2 separate regions of the Sus scrofa genome follow, and region 2 is linked to region 1. Evidence: chromatin contacts called from public promoter capture Hi-C data. All regions are on one chromosome and are shown on one strand. The core of a region is the stretch at or near the end of the contact, and the rest is flanking DNA. Distances in the headings are between cores, read along the strand shown.

Region 1 (3,908 bases), core at 998-3,497:
ACTACTGAGCCCTTGATGGCAGCATCTTTCAAAATTTCATCTAAGCAAGCTTCACATAATTACTCTGAGGACAGTTCCCGAAGCAAATGAAAATAAACACAAGAGACCACAAATTCTAACTTCCCATTCCAGTATCCACAGCCCTCCAGATCTCTCACCCATAGGAAGATATAAATGCAGCTTAATCTAAGATAGTTTAGCCTTCACGTGCATTCATTATCATCCTCACTACTTATTAAGACGCTGCCAGGAGTTCCCATCGTGTTGCAGCAGAAAGGAATTTGGAAACATATCCGACTAGGAACAATGAGGTTATGGGTTTAATCCCTGGCCTTGCTCAGTAGGTTAAAGATCTGGCATTGCCATAAGCTGTGGTATAGGTCGCAGACATGGCTTGGATCCTGCATCGCTGTGGCTCTGGCGTAGACTGGCAGCTGTAGCTCTGATTGGACCTCTAGCCTGGGAACCTTCATATGCCCCAAGTGCGGCCCTAAAAGTCAAAAAAAAAAAAAGAGTTCCCGTCGTGGCGCAGTGGTTAACGAATCCGACTAGGAACCATGAGGTTGCGGGTTCGGTCCCTGCCCTTGCTCAGTGGGTTAACGATCTGGCGTTGCCGTGAGCTGTGGTGTAGGTTGCAGACGCGGCTCGGATCCTGCGTTGCTGTGGCTCTGGCGTAGGCCGGTGGCTACAGCTCCGATTCAACCCCTAGCCTGGGAACCTCCATATGCCCCGGGAGCGGCCCAAGAAATAGCAACAACAACAACAACAAAAAGACAAAAAAAAAAAAAGAGAGAGAAAGAAAGAAAACTACTTAGCATACGACATTATTGAAATGAAGGAAAGTGACATTTTGATACCACATGAAAACTCTTTGTCTCCAACTTGGAGAATTTGGTAACATAAAAGAAGTTCAGGCCGTATAAATTCATACAATTACAAGTCGATTTTTTAAAGGCATATGTGATCATTCATTACAGTAGCAGATAGAAAGATATGTATCCTGTTAGTTTAATGGAGGAAATAAATGTGGATGTAGGTTTAAAGAACGGGTCATGAAATCAAATCAGTAGGTCGTGGCCAACATTTTTTTCAAAATGAAACAAAAAAGAAATACCAGAAAAATTGTACATGGGACTGCTAAGCTCTGGTCTGTGAAACTTTTGCTTCAATTATGGCTATGTGTGTGTTTACTGGGTTGTGATACAAAACAGATTTTTTTTTTTTACTGTGAGTCACTTTCAAAAAACTATGAGAAACAAGTGTCAAAGAATATATATGCGTGTATATGTGTGGGCACGATCTATGTACTTATAGATATATGTCAAACACACTTTTATCCCTACTAAAGAGTTCGCTGGGTAAAGCTTGAATTACACACAGATCTGATTGGAGCCCTCCCTTAACCAGGAGCCCTAAGGGGAGCGAAGGAAAGAAGTAAAAAAGAACAGAGGTCGGGAGGATGGATGGATGGATGGATGAATGAATAAATGGGAGGCTCTGTACAGGGGCTTGTTTTCATCGTGCTCTCTACCAGAAACATCCTCAGCTTTCTACCTTCTAGTAGATAGGTTCAAGGGGTCATAAACACAAAATAATGTGATTTCGCGGATTTGCGAGTGTGTCCACAGGAAAGAAGGGGACGCAGCACGCACGTGCAGCAGCCCCCGAAGATCAGGGATTAAGTCTGAAGCATAATTCCAGCGGGTGAAAAAAGAAATAATTTCTGTATTCCTCTCTTCCTTTCCTCAGATCCACTGTGAAAATGGGCTAAAGAAAATTTCATAACAACACAGCCAGCTGTTACCCAGAGAATGTGAGTGCCATCGAGACTACAGCGACTAGCTAGGAAGCACCCTTGGGACCTTCCGTATCCTGACACAAATGCTCCAGTTGGATAAGCGGGAGAAAAGTTCCCATCCTATACATCCGCCACTCCACTCCCCTCACCATTTGCATCGCCTGCTCCATCCACTTTTCGGTCTCCTCCGCGGACACCGAGCATTCGCCGTCGGCGGCCGGCGTGGACTCCCCCTTGGCCTCCATTCTGCACGCGGGCCGCTGCGCGCAGCGCCAGAGGCCGCCGCAGTGGAGGAACGCTGGTAACGGAACGCGGCGGGTGCGGGCTGCCGTTTCCGGGGGAGTCGAACGATGGGACACTCGGGAGCGAATTCTGGACGGACCTTGGCGCCCCGGACCAGTGAGCGGCGGCGGCGGCGCGCCGGCTGCATCGGAAAGCGCAGCTGCTCAGCTCTAGTCCACGCCCCCTTCCCGCTCCGGTGACAGCCCCTGCGGAAAGTCGCGTTTGTGATTTCTGGAGAACGCTGAGCGGGACGACGGCGGTCCAGCCGGGTCTTCCGGGCCAGGTGACGAAGAAACGGTTTCTTGGGGAGCCATCCCCCCTACCTTCCAGGCAGCCCGCAGCCCCGGGGCCTGAAGATGCTGAGATCTACGTGGAATTTTCTGAAACGTCACAAAAAGAAATGCATCTTCCTGGGGACGGTCCTCGGAGGTGGGTGACAGCATTCTTGGAAAGGGGCATTGGGAGAAGGGGTTTGGGAGAGAGGTGTCTGTCTTCTAAAATAGAGGGGAGGGAACCATGGTGCAGGATTCGTTCAAGCATGGATGGGGAACGGAGTGATTGACAGACCCCCAAGGTTCTGGACATCTTTGCGGTTGTGAAATTTGTGCCCTTTGCCCTGACACTGCCCATTACTATGTTTCTCCCCTTTTGCACACTGACCACTGACCTTGGAAGAACCCACCACATTCTTTTTCTTTCTTTTCTTTCTTTTTTTTCTTTCCTCTTCAAGGCACCTTTCTCTTGTAGATACATGTTTTGTTTTGAATTCTCTTCTTTTGTTTTCCTGTGAGATTTTTCACTTCTCTTTGGCACTCCTAATACTTTGTTTGGCATTGGCCCATTGCAGAAGTTTCATAATATTCCAGGGGAGTTAACTAAAGCCTGCAGTCCGAGTGTTGTTTAAAGTTAATTAGAACTTTCAAAAACAGCACAATTGTCCTGAAGGACTGGAAGGTATATACTAAACAAAGAAACGCAAATCGATATCTTGGCCGTTTCTGCTATTTTAGAATACAAAGTGTGCAGTAAATTATGCAATAAGAAAGTGCTTGCAGGATATTGCGCAGTGTTCCTCAGGATCTTCCAGACTGGGATTAGCTCCCACCTAGCTGATATAATTGAGTTTCACAAGCTGAGAGGAGATGTAGAAACAGACAATCTTGGCAGCCCTTTTCCTCATAAGACAGTCATAATATGTAAGGATTTGAAGGAAGAATAAAAGTTTGGGGATGTCCAATGGACCCTATACAAAGCCCTTCTATTCAGTGGGATGATGACAGGATAGTTATTGTTACCCCCATTCAAAAATGAGGGATGGAGTTCCTGTCGTGGCGCAGTGGTTAACGAATCCGACTGGGAACCATGGGGTTGTGGGTTTGCTCCCTGGCCTTGCTCAGTGGGTGAAGGATCCGGCGTTGCCGTGGGCTGTGGTGTAGGTTGCAGACGCGACTCGGATCCAGCATTGCTGTGGCTCTGGCGTAGGCCGGAGACTACAGCTCCGATTAGACCCCTAGCCTGGGAACCTCCATATGCCGCGGGAGTGGCCCAAGAAATGGCAAAAAGACCAAAAAAAAAAAAAAAAAAAAAAAAGAGGGAGCCAGAGTCCTAGGAATTTTAAAAACTTTCTTGGGGTCGCAGAGTTAGTAGCATAGAAGCTAGAACTCAAACCCAGGTGATTTAGATCCTGAAGCACCTTCTTTTTCTGCACTATACCACTCTGTCTTCATGGTCTTTATGATCTAATAGGAATGAAAACAAGCGATTTAGTTCATTCAGGGGGCTGTAACAAAACAGCCTTATGATCTGGCTTATAAACAACAGACATTTA
Region 2 (4,023 bases), core at 1,457-3,956, 1.1 Mb before region 1:
TTTTTTCGTCCCTCCTCTCCTAGAAGTTACGCTCAAGATTCATGCTCATTTGAGAAAGGTACTTTGAGCAACCTCCAGTCCTGGAGGGAGAGATCAGGAGAATAATAGGAAGGTACAGCTTTCACTAGGAAGAGGAACATTTGATTTTCAGACAAAAGATGATGAAATTGAGAAAATATAAAATACAAAGATATATTGGTCTAGAGTGGCATTAAAGTCAAGTAGCAGCCGTAGGTTCACAGGCTCTGAAACCAAAGTACCTAGATTTTAAGGTCAAACTCATACTTACTGGCTGTGACCTGGTATAGTTTACATAAATTCTATTTTATTTTTCTCATCTGTAAAATAATGAAAATGATAATATCTTCTTCACAGGGTTATGGTCAAGATTAAATGAGCTGATGTAAAGTCGCTAGAAACATGCCTGATACATAGTAGATGTTGGGGAAAGTGTTACCTAATTACTCTTACTTTGTTGTGGCAGGGGGTAGGTTAAACAATTCATATTGGCTGAACTTAATTTCAACAGCAGGAAGTGCATTTTCTGACCAAGGCAATCAGGCTGGAGGATCTGACTGGAAGAGAGTAGGGAAGAAACATTAGCCCTGTACTGGTGATTCACTAGAGCATTGGCCCTCAACCTTGGATGTGCCATTAATATTTCCTGAACACTTAAAAAAAAAATACTGATATTTAGGATCCAACCCAGAGCAATTAAATCTGAATGCCCCGGGGGCAGGGGTGGGGAATAGGACCTAGACAGGAGGTTTTTTTGTTTGTTTGTTTTGTCTTTTTGTTTTTTTTAGGGCGCACCCGTGGCATTTAGAGGTTCCCAGGCTAGGGGCCTAATTGGAACTGTAGCCACCAGCCTACACCACAGCTCACAGCAACGCGGGATCCTTAAACCACTGAGCAAGGCCAGGGATCAAACCGGCAACCTCATGGTTCCTAGTCAGATTGGTTAACCACTGAGCTACAACGGGAACTCCCTAGATAGGAGCTTTTAAAAAATTTCTGGGGTGAACTTTAAGGACAACCATAGTTGAGAATCAAGAATAGGAAAATAATAAATGAGAAGTCATAAGGACAGAGAAATGACATTTATGGTTATGCCATTCTGCTTTGCTTCATTAATTTCTCTACCAACTCAGCAACTTCCGACTGGATAGTAGGAATAGAGAAGGAGAAAGAAATACTATTTTTGTCTGTTCGGTCTGCTACAACAAAATACCACGGACTGGGCAGCTTATGAACTATAGAAACCTGTTCCTCACAGCTCTGAAAGCTGGAAGGTGAAGATTTGGGTGCCAGCACAGTCAGGTTCTGGTGGGACCCTCCTCCACGCTGCAGACTGCTGATTTCTCCCTGTATCTGCAAATGGTGGAGGGACAGTCTAGCTTGTGGGGTCCCTTTTATATGGGCATTCATCTCATTCATGAAGGCTCTGTGTGCACGACCTAACCATATGCCAAGGGCCCCACCTTTGGCATTCAGTTTCAACACACAAATTTTGGGGAGACACAAATATTCAGTCCACAGTACACACGTTCTCAAGTGGTAATGAATGTGTTGCTGAAATTGGGGAGAATACAGAATTCAGTTCATTGCAAAAAAAAGAAAAAAGGCAGCCTCCTGATAAGATGATGTAGTCTGCAAACATGGATAGACAAAAGATGTGGACTGGAGGTTATACAGGACAAGGAGCAGGTTCTGCTGAGGTCACGGGTGGGATAGGATGGGTGGAGTGTGGATTAGAGAATAGGCAGATGGAAATTTCAGAGCTTGAGATCTTGTTTCTTTGAGATGGTGCAATTTCCATGAAAATTAGTTTTAAGATGAACTCTCAAAACTGGGGACTGAGATAAAATAAATAAAGATGAAGGGTATTGGAGGAGGTAAATAAAGAGTAAAGTCCTGAAAAATTATAGGATGGAGAGGAGAGAAAAATAATTGATGTCACTGATGGTAACAGTGATGGGAAAAGTTGATGCCTACCTACAAAGTACGAGTCGGCAGCATTGAACAAGAATTATTATTTGAACGCCTTATCTGTGCAATCACAAGATAATAACTGTCAAAAGACTTTGCAAATAGTTCATCACTCTCCAGAAACTACCGACCTACAAATTATTCATTCACTAGTGTTTGTGGTAACCAGCTCAGAAAAAAAAAGTTCAATTTTTTTTTAAGCTTAACGTGTTTAGTATTTAAGTTAAAAAAGCGGCTGGTTATTTTATCCAATGTGTCAACACAAAAAAGTGTAATTCAACATTTTAAACACATCATCTCTCATCTTACGCAAGAATTGCATTTAAAGTTTCTAAAATTGGAAAGGCTTCTAGGGACTCTATTAGTACAACCTGAGGAACTGGAAGAGAAAATTCCTGAATGATGCCAAAGGCAATTCACGCCTTTACCCTTTCTGCCAATTAACAATCATTATTTTCTTTTTGTTTTTCCCTTTCTATCTTCTGACACAAAAGGGGGGTCGAGGGTGGAAACAAAGAAAATAAAACAATCTCTTTTCCCTTCTGCCAGCAGCCAGCAGAGAGCGCTGGTGCCATAAGCAGCTTAACCGCGAAGCTGCTCAGCCTCCTCGGGGCACTAAACTGCTACGAGCCAGACAAGCGGAGGCTGTCCCTGTTGGGAACCCGTAATTGACCTGCTGTTGCTGAGCAACAGGGAAATGGGCGGGACTTGCTGTGCCCGTGCTTGCGCGCGCCCTCCGAAGACGGAAGCGGAAGTGTCGGCGGCGCGCGAGTAGGAAGTGGTGGTTCTTGGGGTGGAGATGGCCGCGCTTGCTCCGCTGCCCCCGCTGCCTCCGCAGTTTAAGAGCATTCAGCATCATCTGAGGACGGCTCAGGAGCATGACAAGCGGGACCCTGTGGTGGCATATTACTGTGAGTCTGTCCGTGTCGCCGCGGCCCTCATTACCCTCCCGGGCCCACAAAACTGCCTCTTGGTTCTTAAGTCAAGGCCCCGCCCCCCTGGCTTTAGACCTAGCTTTGACCTCTGACCCTCTGACCTTCTGTGGGAATCCCTAGGGCCCCGCCCTCCTCAGGGATCCCCACATTCTCTCTGGAACCCCGCAAGCCCCAGAAAGGCAAAACTTCAAAAGCACGGCGGTGGCCACCAGCTCTCCAGTCTTGTGCTTAAATATTTTTAAACTGATCACATAGGCTCATGAGCTCTTAAGGTTTTCTTTCTGTATGGACGTCCGAGAGCCTCCAGCCCCCACCAGGGTTTCCTGAAAATACCCTGAATATCCTGGAATTAATCTGAGTAGTTAAGTAATTGAGTTGGGGTTAAAACATAGGTAAGTGTCCTAAAGACAGTAGTGATGTGGACAAAAGGGAGATGAATTGATTGAGAACATAGTAATAAGTGCAGATTAATTGTGACAACATGCAAGTCCATTCACAAATTCATAATGAAGAGTAGCTGCTACAAAACAAGCACTTGGGTTAGACCATTCCTCCTTTTGCATCCAGACTACTCTTTCCCACTAATGAGGATCTTTGGTTTTAACTTCTTTGAATAATACCTGGGGCTGAGACGTTTGGTAGCAGTATTCTCACTTTGGTTGACTGTAATACACATAATCTACAGTTGATGAAACACACAGATTAAGTTTGTTCATACTTTTTCCTTTGCAGTGAAGATAGTAGGTCCAGTAAACTTTATTTTATATTACATAGTCTAACTTAATTGCATATAAAACAAGTGACCAAACAACTATAAAGTTTCTGAAAAGGACTTTTAGCTTTGAGAAGCTCAATATAATGTGTCCTCTGTTGTGGACATTATAAGATTAGCTAAAATACTGTCCACTGTTATCGTTGCCATACGCCAGGTGTCTCCCGCTTTGATTTCTCAAATATGCAAGGCCCTTTCAAACCTCTGCTCTCTTCCCTTTCTTGGGTTGTCTGCCTTTTTTCTCCACTTGGAGAACTCTTCATGATTCAGGTTCTTATGTATGTATGTATGTATGTATCTTTTGTCCTTTTTAGGGCCGTACCCACA

The links. Promoter capture Hi-C pulls out the DNA fragments that hold promoters and counts their contacts.
Region 2: a promoter capture Hi-C map of fetal skeletal muscle shows a contact between it and region 1, with 7 times the contacts expected there. The contact joins the promoter of VTA1 here to the promoter of ADAT2 in region 1. A contact is called at or near these places in 1 of 5 promoter capture datasets (fetal skeletal muscle) and 1 of 2 datasets of contacts at active chromatin or transcription factors (alveolar macrophages).

Annotation. Positions count from the first base shown.
Region 1 is chr1:21,799,904-21,803,811 of Sscrofa11.1, reverse strand. ADAT2 (tRNA-specific adenosine deaminase 2) reads right to left here and starts at 2,247. Exons shown (of 6, transcript XM_001924236.5): 1 at 1,948-2,247. The coding sequence starts at 2,043. PEX3 (peroxisomal biogenesis factor 3) reads left to right here and starts at 2,197. Exons shown (of 12, transcript NM_001244185.1): 1 at 2,197-2,509. The coding sequence starts at 2,437.
Region 2 is chr1:22,922,544-22,926,566 of Sscrofa11.1, reverse strand. It overlaps VTA1 (vacuolar protein sorting-associated protein VTA1 homolog), which reads left to right and starts at 2,706. Exons shown (of 8, transcript XM_021087275.1): 1 at 2,706-2,900. The coding sequence starts at 2,789.